Regions from separate parts of the Zea mays genome. Here all the other regions are linked to region 2. The links are chromatin contacts, called in public Hi-C maps. All regions are on one chromosome and are shown on one strand. The core of a region is the stretch at or near the end of the contact, and the rest is flanking DNA. Distances in the headings are between cores, read along the strand shown.

Region 1 (3,063 bases), core at 338-2,837, 200 kb before region 2:
ATATATGTACGTGCCAATGCAAGAAGAATGATCCCCTATGAACCGTATCTCTAAAACTGCCTCCACTGGAATATATGTTCGGATGCCGCACAATCGGTAGGCTTCCGGTCTACAAATCCTAATTCCTATCGGCGTATACTATAGTCTTTTGCTGAACTGGAAAGAACCTCACTTGTTTAAAGGCTGGTGTGCTTAAGAGCAATAGGATTACATATGTAGCTAGGTTGATTTGGCGCCTTTAATCAACTGTTTTGCGTGAATGTATGATCAGTTATGAACTATATAGTCTCTTGACCACTTACTGGGCCCACTTCCATTCAGCTAGTTTAGGCTTTATCTGAATAAACTAACACAGGCAGTTAAATCAGCTACATTCTCCATACTATTCAAATCCAAGATGGATAGACTATGTACACAAAAGCCGCCTGTTCTTTGTCCTCCGTCCTTGCGCTTCAATGGGCATTGCATCTAGGGTGGACGTTCCTCCGAAAATTTCGGATCAGATAATTCGGATAATTTAAATTTTGATTCTTGAGAATCGATATCCGAATTTACAACGGGTTTTATAATACCCAAAAATTTGGGTACCCGAAATTTCAGGTTTGGATATTTCAGAACTACTCGAAATGTTGTGTTAGTTAATTAGCTTCGTAAAAATACGTGCAATCTATTAAATTAGTATAAAAAATATAGTTTGAATAATGATATACATGGACATAAAAAACATAGAAAATCTACAATCACAAGTTATGCATATAGATGGCCAATAAGCACGAGGCCCGCGAGCCCGGCACGAAGCCCACTGTTTGGGCCCGACACGAGCCCGGCACGGTCCGGTTCTATGTGGGCCTGGGCCGGCCCGTCACGAATAAGCGGGCCGGGCTCGGACAGGAAACTAGGCACGGTGGGCTAGCCCGACACGACCCGTTTACCTCTAAGTCCGTTAAGCCCGCTTTTTTGCACTAAAACGTGTTTATCTGATCCGTTAAGCCCGCTTAAACCACTTTTCGGGACACTTTTTCCGTGCTAAACGGGTTGGCCCGACCCGTTTAGGCCCGCTGTGGGCCGGGCTCGGACAGAAAATCGAGCCCGCGGGCTTAGACGGCCCGACCCGGTTTTCTAACCGTGCCTACGGGTCGGGCTTCACCGAGCCGGGTCAGGCGGCCCGTTTGTCCTTATGCATATTTACATATAATTAAAGATGCATAAAATAATAATTAAGAATGTCATGAGTGTATATGACACATAAAATTTTGGGTAACTCGAGTATTTTGGCTACCGGATTATGATATCTGAATTACCCAAAATAAATTCAGGTTTCGCAAGTTGCTACTCAAAATTCTTGAATAAAATTCGGGTTTCCTGTATTTTCGATTTAGGTTCGGGTATTCCGGGTTCGAATTATGGGTTACTAGTTTTTTTTTTTGCGTAGCCATAATTGCATCACTGGTAGTGGAATATTACTATTTTGCCACGACCCCACAATACCCCTCCCTCCCGCTCGTCTCTCCCTGTCAGCCAAGCCTACTAGCTACCTGTATAAATTCCCCGCACGCCCTCCTCGTCGTGGATGTGGATGGAGAGAAGGTGTCGTTTGAGGTCAGCGTCATGGATGGAGAGAAGAAGGTGTCGTTTAGGGTGAGGGAGTTCGACATGGAGAGCGACCTGGCGGCGGTCGAGGAGCTCGAGCGCCGGTGCCAGGTCGGCCTGTGCGGTGACGACACCGCAGCCGACGACGGCAGTACTGGCGGCAGCAAGATGAGGAAGAAGACAAAGAGAAAGAAGAAGGGCATGTCGCTCTGCGTCGAGCAGGTCGGCGACCCGCTGGCGAGGGTCCGCCACGCGCCGGAGCACGTCATGCTGGTAAGTGGCGGCCTAACTAAAAGAAGAACAATTCTGTTTGTTTGGCACACCGATTCGATCGCTGTGGTAATACGGTTTGAGGTTCGAACTGGAGGTGCAGATCGGTTTGTTACTGATAATTGATGTGCACGAATGAAAGATGCATTCGACAGTGACGATTCATCAGATTATTCTGTACGTTGGAGGTTGGCTGATGAATTTGCAATGCCCAGGTTGCCGAGTACGGCGAGGCGGCGGAGATGGTCGGGCTCATCAAGGCCTGCGTTAGGGTGGTGAGCAGAGGCGGCGGCAAGAAACAGAAACCTTCTTCCTCCACGAAGGAGGAGCCGTCGCCGCCGGCGTACGTGAAGGTGGCCTGCCTCCTCGGTCTCAGGGTCTCTCCGTCTCACAGGTACGGGCGTACAGCTGTGCCACTTGAGTTCTTTTTTTTCTTTCAGTTTTCACCACATGCGGATGCATGCACACACGGAGGCGCCGAGTGGGCTTTTCGAGAGGGGCCCTGCGTTCTGGCTGGTTGGCCGGAGATCCACTGCAGGCGCAGGCACGGTTCTCGAGGCGCCGCCGCCGCCGCATCATGGTTTGAACGGCTGTGTGCTGACGCTAATTGCGCTTTCTTGCAGGCGGCTGGGGATCGCGACGGCGCTGGTGGAGCGCGCGGAGGAGTGGTGCCGTGAGCGCGGTGCGGCGCACGCGACGATGGCGACGACCACGTCCAACGCGGCGTCACTGGCGCTGTTCACGGGCCGGTTCGGGTACACACCGTTCCGGCGGCCGGAGTTGCTGGGAAGGCCGGTGCACGCGCACCGCCTGCCCATCCCGAGCGCGCACCGCGTGTTCCAGCTGCCGCCGCCGCTGGCGGCCGCGGCCTACGCGCGCCTGTCCCCGCCGCAGGCCACGGAGTTCCTCCCCGCCGACATGCCGGCGCTGCTGGCCCACAAGCTCACGCTGGGCACGTTCGTGGCCGTCGAGAGCGGCCCGCCGGAGCCGGACCAGTCCGCGCCCCCGTCCTTCGCCGTGCTCAGCGTCTGGGACTCCACCCGCTCCATGCGCCTCCGCGTGCGCGGCGCGCGCGCGCTGCTCCGCGCGTCGCTCGCCGCGCTCAGGGCGCTCGACCGTGGCGCGCCGTGGATGCGCGTCCCCTCCGTCCCGGACATCTTCCGCCCCTTCGGCGCCTACCTCCTCTACGGCCTCCGCATGTCC
Region 2 (3,330 bases), core at 139-2,638:
TAGCAACCATGATGCAATATGGAGGCCTCCATTCCAAATTGTAATTTGTTTTGGTTTTTCTAGGATCTAGGTGCATAGTTTGTGCTACTCAAAACGACTTACAATTTGGCAATGAGGGAGTAAAAGCCATAAATAGTGATACTCAGTATTAGTATGGGGTCAACTCTTTACATTCTTATTATGAAAAGAATTCTATGCTAGGTGCTTGTGGAAATATTACATCTTCCATAACCACATAACAGTTTATAGGTACTAAATTTCCTAAATTTGTTTGTTCATCACAACGAATAAGGCTTAAGTGTCGACAGTACACGGCACGATACCAACCAGCAAAAAATTACCATAAGCGCCAGTTATGAGGAGAATCTTCATACTTCAGCCAATAGACACTATCCCAAGATCTATTTCCCCGCAAAGGGTAAGAACCGCACTAAAGGAACTACCAAATCGATGAAGCAATCAACACGACTACTCCGATGTTATCACCGATCACGAAGGACACAATTCGGCTACGAATCGGGAGTCGTAGAGGTGAACAAGGGGGAGGGGAGGGGTGGCAGACCTGGATCTTGGCCTTGACATTATCGATGGTGTCGCTGCTCTCGACCTCGACCGTGATGGTCTTCCCCGTCAGCGTCAAGATGAAGAGCTGCATCTCGTTGGCTACGACCCGCGGTCTGGGGCTAGGGTTTACGGTGGCCTACCGCGTGAAGTCGCCGAAGCAAAAGTCCGAACCGAACGAGGAGGGAGGCTCTCGCAGTGTTGATTAAAGAAGAATATGATGATTGAGGAATGAGGAAGCGAAGAGGGCGTGTGGTTGTTTTGCATATTTGCACCTGGAGGTGTTCATGTTCGCATCGAGGTCCTCCGTGTCAGGTTGCGGCCGCTGCATGTGGGCCCCAGTGCCATCTCCGATTCGAAGCCAGGGGACTCGGGGGAGTGCCTTTCAGCTGTCATGGGCACGTGGCTGCCAGATGTAGTGGACCGTAAAACAAGACTTATTTGGGCCTTGTATTGGCCCAGCTGTCCGGAATTTCGAATGGTATCGCAGACTAGGCTGATCATGCCTGATGTAAAATCACCCCGCTCAATTTCAACAAACCCTATCCTACTTGTTTCTATTTCTATGTATATCAATTACTCACTATAGAAAAATACATATATCTTTTATTCTAATTATACAATTACTTTAAATAGCCATACACCTAAGTGTACTAGTCTATATCGCAGGTGCTTGTCCACTGGTTTGTAGGGGAAACAAAAGAACAGATTTGCTTGCACTCAAATATAGTAGTAGTAATAGTAGGCTGGAGTGTACTGTAGACGGAGAAAGCTGAACGAATGGTCCCACTCTATCCAATCCATACGAAGAGAATATGCTTGGCCTGAACAGTGGACATCCGTCACGTTTGAACGGAGCGAAAAAATCGGAGCAATGGAGGCGGCATCTTCGGCCACGGATCCACCGCCCATGGCGGCGCGTTTCGTTTCTCCGTTACCTTGTCAAAATATATCAACCGGTACAGCCGTGCAGGCGCAGTGCGTTGACCTGGTGGATCTTTGATCTGTCCATTTAAATTTGGCAGGTGTAATTGTCATTTTAAAATTTGGCGTGCGGCATGCATGATTACTGATCACATAAACAGGTTTGACCCTCCGATTCGAGTTCACTTGCACACGACTTCACACTCTCCCTCATAGTTGGGCTGACGATACCAGCCATGCCCTCCTCCCTCCATCGCCGCCGGCTCCTCCTCCTCGTCGTCGCTGCCGCCGCGCTGCGGGGGGCGCCGTTGGCGGACGCCGGCGCGGACACCTGCAAGGCGTGGTTGGTGCAGTCCATCCCCACGGACATGCCGCACCTGAGCCGCATCCCCGGGGTCCTATCCACGGGTTCGTCTCTCTCTCTCTCTCTCTCTCTCTCGTCTATGGGGGTTTGCCAGTTTGGGGAATGGGGAGTAGGCGTATGCTGAATTGGTGATACATAGCTGGTGATGGTGGTAGTGGGTTTGTGAAATTACTAATGCTTCTTGCAGCCGTCACTACGTATATCCATCCATTGGGCTGCTGATTTCTGTGGGTCCTGACCTCAGGAGATGTGCTCCAGTGGCTCTCGGGGAATGCAACGAAGAGTCTGGACATCCTTGCGCAGTACTGGCAGTTCTTGCCCCAGCCGAACAATCCGAAATCGGGGGACTACGGGTTTTCCGAGAGTGACATGAGGAGATTCGGGGCCGATGAGGGCCGCCGGGTTTACAAGGCACTGGAAAATGCTGCAGACCGTAAGATCAAAATCAGGCAAGTATCGAGTATCATACTTGAACTGTCAGTTTCTATAATGTTGGTGATTATTACTTAACCATAGGATGATTGGAATAGTAGTAGAGTATGTTGGAACATTGACATATAGTTATCGGCCAACAGAAAAACTGGTGTCACAATTGAATCACAAAGAAGAGAAGTGATAAAGCAAACAAGCAAAACATTTATAAATAACTAAACAGTGTGTCCATGTAGAGATTTCGTTTCTCTATTGACAAGCTGTGGTATCATTTCAGGATTGTCCAGCACTCTGGATTTGCTCCTGATTTTGACCAAGAGAGCGCAGACCTGGCTGCAGGAAGACCAAATGTTGAGAACGCAACCGTTCTTTTCGAGGACTGGTGGGGATCTGGTGTTGTGCACGCAAAGGTCTGGATATCAGATAAGAAGGATGTGTATATAGGTTCCGCAAACAACGACTGGAAATCCCTTACTCAGGTATATCCGACAAAAAAAAACAGGCTCTGCTAAATTTGCAGTATGGTGTTGAGAAAAAAAAACAATTTGGTAAACCTGTGTGGCACTACTTTTACATGCATTGCAGGTTAAGGAGCTTGGGATTTATTTTGCTGGTTGCCCACAGATAGCAAAAACTGTGGAGGTCTATTTTCAAAACCTGTGGACGCTTTCAACCCTCAACTCAACTTTTTACACCAAACAAGCCTGGGATACGCAGTGGCAAGTTTCTAGAAAGGTTCCATGCTGGTCTCATTTCCTACAGCCCAAAGAAAGATGCAGGTTTGCATCTCCCTCTGCAGGTCACATGCAGCGATCTACTACTTAGTGCACAAATTTGAAGGGGAAAAATGGCTGGTACATAGATGGCAATAAATTATGTACAATCTAAGCACACAATTTTGAAGGAAAAAAAATGGCTGGTACATAGATGGGAAATAAATTATGTACAACCTATCCATTAACCTATATTGTCTGCATTTATCTTAGTGCTGATCCATCTTCGATTCTGAAAATGCTCGGTACATACGATCCTTTATACCTTTGTCACTC
Region 3 (3,139 bases), core at 152-2,651, 240 kb before region 2:
TTTTAATTTGTTCCATGCATGCATATATATATATATGCACCATCTCTAAATCACATTTTGTCGTCGATGCCTTTAATTTTTCGGCATCAATATCTTTGACTAGAGCCGAAGGAATTAGTTAATAAGCAACTGGGACACACGCAATTGCATATGAGTGATTCCCCTAGATCGACCCCTATGCATGATTAGCCATTTTAACGTACCCCAGTAGCTAGCTAGCAAACTAATCCACCGATCGAGATACTCTACAGATTAGTAAGCTCCGATCCAAAGCGAGGAGCTAGCACGCCCAGTGGCGTTGGTACGTGATTCCTTTATTTTTTTTTGGCCCTTTTGAGAGAGGGTAGGGTAGCCGTACGTTCTTACCGGCGCAGCTACTAGCTTGCTTGCTCTCGCGTTATTACTTGTTGGGGATGCATGCATGATAGATTAATAGTGATGCAAATATAATACTATATGCATGTTATGTGCACTCATATATATGCAAATGAACTAAAGGTACACGGCGTGCACTTTCAGTGTTGTTGGACACGTTTCTAAACGCAAGAGGTTGAGAGGTGGTGGCGAGCTAGAGAGAGGTTGTTGTGTTTAGTACTGATGGTTCTCTTTTGGACTAAAGGTGAGCACCTTTTGTTGTTGAGCGTCAGTTTAATACTATAACACGCCAAATAAAATCTGCACCTTTCGAGATATTATCCCATAGCATATATAAGATCAAGCTCGTGGGGGAGGGGGGGGGGGGGGGGGGGGGGGGTTGATTAATTGTTGGACATATCCAAGGACCATGCATGCAGCGGTTATAGCCGCGCGCTCTAGAGCTTAATTCTTCTTCGTCGTCGTCGTCGATTCACCAATCATGTAGCAGTCATAAAGAACAAGCATATATAAGAGTAGTAAATAGGAAAAGAGGGTAAAGTGAGCTATTGTTTGCTTTGTTCATGTGTTGATCCCTCCAGAGCTTGCACACGACTGACTACATTACATTACATGTAGTAATTAAATTGCCCGGTTAGTTAGATTAGACCGAATGGAAAGACGTAGTACGCTTGCACATGCATGCATGCGCGACTGGATAAATGTGCAAATCCAAAGGCGTGTGAGGCGCCGCGCGTGGAAAGGGCCAAAAAAAGCTCCCGCGCTTTCTGCTGCACTCGGCGGCCCCCGGCCTCGGTCTAGGTAAACAACGCAAAAGGAGGTCGGCGGCCGGACGACGCGACTGACGGCCGGGGGGCCAAGGGACGGACGACGACGACCAGTGGCTGGTGGTGCCCCTCACAAAGTTTAGCTAGCTCCGACGGATTAGACGGGCGTACGTCCCATCGACCGGGGCCAGAGCTCCGGCCAAAGCTAGCTGTTGGTGCGGCCGGGCTCCATTCCATCACTCCATTCCATTGGCGCCCGCTCTCCATGACCATGAAAAGGAGGAGCCAAAGCTAGGATCACAGTGTGTGCGCGCGTGGATCGCACTGTGCATGCCCGTGTGCGTCACGCCAGGCGAGGAACGTACTAAATGTGTGACGGCGTGCACGCATGCGAAAGCTACGTGAAATCCGTGCAAGTCCGTGGTAGTGCAGCTGACTGGACTGTTTGGATCGGTGCAGCTCTGCTTGGCGTCTCTCTGCTGGTCACCACCAGCAAGTGCAAGTCCGTGCCCGCGTGTGCGTATGCATGACGATGTGATGTCCGCGCGCGTACTCCTAGCTACGTGGTGCGCTGGTGCTGCTGCCTCTCTCGATCTCAAGTCATGTCGGCCAAAAACACACCTGGCATAGTGGCATGTGCGAACTGTGCATAGGCACAAGCAAGGCCCCCAAATGGATAGAGGCATATAGAGCCCTATTTTTTTTATTTTTTTTGGCTCATTAACAACAGTAAGTTAAGGCCACCGCCGCTTTCGTCCATCTCACGCCATGGTGGCGATTAAAAGTTCAAACTGTTTGAACGATACATCGATGGAGTACCGTACCTAGTTTGCACAGAAAACATTTCAATCGTATTTTACGCAGTGGTCCTCCTGTACGTAAAATTAAACACGACTGCTTGGACTCCAAGTAAAAGAGGTTTGGACAATGAAACACCACGCGATTTTGACGAAAAAGGATCTCCCCCTATTTCATTAAAAAACAGGAAACATGATATTCTGTAACCACAGACACACACCAATATTGTCTTAGTCATAGCATTGCCACCGGCAACAAAAGCCCAGCATCTAACCCAGCTAAAGCTTGCAGCATACCTGACTCAAAAACTATCGCCATTAAAAGACGACTAAGACAGGAAAAGGGGTTTAACCAAGACATTATTACAGACTGGCATCCTGATATAAGAACCATAAGAGTCTCTAGGTTCAAGATCAGAAAGAAGCATCTTCGCCAAAAAGGATCCCCGCGCATCCAATCACTGTGTCAGCCTCCTGTCAACTGGAGACCACCCCCGAGCTCGAATGAAGAAATCACTAGCCATTTTTCTGATATGGTTGCTTCTTTCCTCCAGCATCCTTCTTGCCGATTTTTTCTGTAATAAAATCCATGAGTTCATCCAAAAACAGCAGAATATAAAGATGTCTAACGTATTAACTACTCTTTTATCTTCAAAGTAAGCTTCGTTTCTTATTTTCCAAAGAGTCCAAAGAACTGCACTACACCCCCACTGTTAACAAATTCTTGTCCCGTTTATTGAATAGATGGAGCCAGCGGCTAAACATCTCACTGGGGTTCTTGGGAATACAAATGGGATGTAGTACCGCCTGCACCACTCTCCAGGTGAATTTCGCTATCTGACAGTCAAAGAAGATGTGTTGCGTAGTTTCTAGGCAATCACACCAAGTGCAATTAATATTTCCTTGCCGATTCTTTTTGCTAGGATTTACCTTGGATAGAACCATGTCTCTCAGAAGAAGCCAAAGGAAAACTTTTATCAAATCACTACCGGAATCCGGGCCTTTGCCGAGTGCCGGCGGCTTTGCCGAGTGCTTTTTATCGGGCACTCGGCAAAGAAGACTTTGCCGAGAGCCGCACTCGGCAAAGACCTGCGCTCGGTAAAGGTCTTATTTACCGAGTGCGGGACACTCGGCACAGCCAGGCACTCGGCAAAGATTGCTTTGCCGAGAGTCAAGCACTCGGCAAAGATGGCTCTCGGC

The links. A called contact is a pair of places that touch in the nucleus more often than the background predicts.
Region 1: a contact with region 2 is called in a Hi-C map of leaf, with 2.8 times the contacts expected there. The contact joins the promoter of LOC103629696 here to the promoter of LOC103631261 in region 2. A contact is called at or near these places in 8 of 25 Hi-C or Micro-C datasets (bundle sheath, ear, leaf and 2 more).
Region 3: a Hi-C map of ear shows a contact between it and region 2, with 1.6 times the contacts expected there. The contact joins the enhancer-like site here to the promoter of LOC103631261 in region 2. A contact is called at or near these places in 3 of 25 Hi-C or Micro-C datasets (bundle sheath, ear and leaf).

The regions. Positions count from the first base shown.
Region 1 is chr6:105,577,705-105,580,767 of Zm-B73-REFERENCE-NAM-5.0, forward strand. LOC103629696 (probable N-acetyltransferase HLS1) reads left to right here and starts at 1,588. Exons shown (of 4, transcript XM_008650807.2): 1 at 1,588-1,863; 2 at 2,076-2,254; 3 at 2,484-3,063. The coding sequence starts at 1,609.
Region 2 is chr6:105,779,828-105,783,157 of Zm-B73-REFERENCE-NAM-5.0, forward strand. It overlaps LOC103631261 (phospholipase D Z), which reads left to right and starts at 1,389. Exons shown (of 7, transcript XR_004850231.1): 1 at 1,389-1,893; 2 at 2,094-2,298; 3 at 2,559-2,760; 4 at 2,867-3,060. It overlaps LOC103629697 (ubiquitin-NEDD8-like protein RUB2), which reads right to left and starts at 919. Exons shown (of 3, transcript XM_008650808.4): 1 at 563-919. The coding sequence starts at 655.
Region 3 is chr6:105,534,815-105,537,953 of Zm-B73-REFERENCE-NAM-5.0, forward strand. No RefSeq gene overlaps it. Among protein-coding and RNA genes, the nearest start is that of LOC100279547, 38 kb to the left of the region's middle. Within about 2 kb of position 1,402, at least 14 of the 20 cell types and tissues checked have an H3K27ac peak or open chromatin away from gene starts, as enhancers often do. A contact at or near this core is called in bundle sheath and ear, where this site is marked.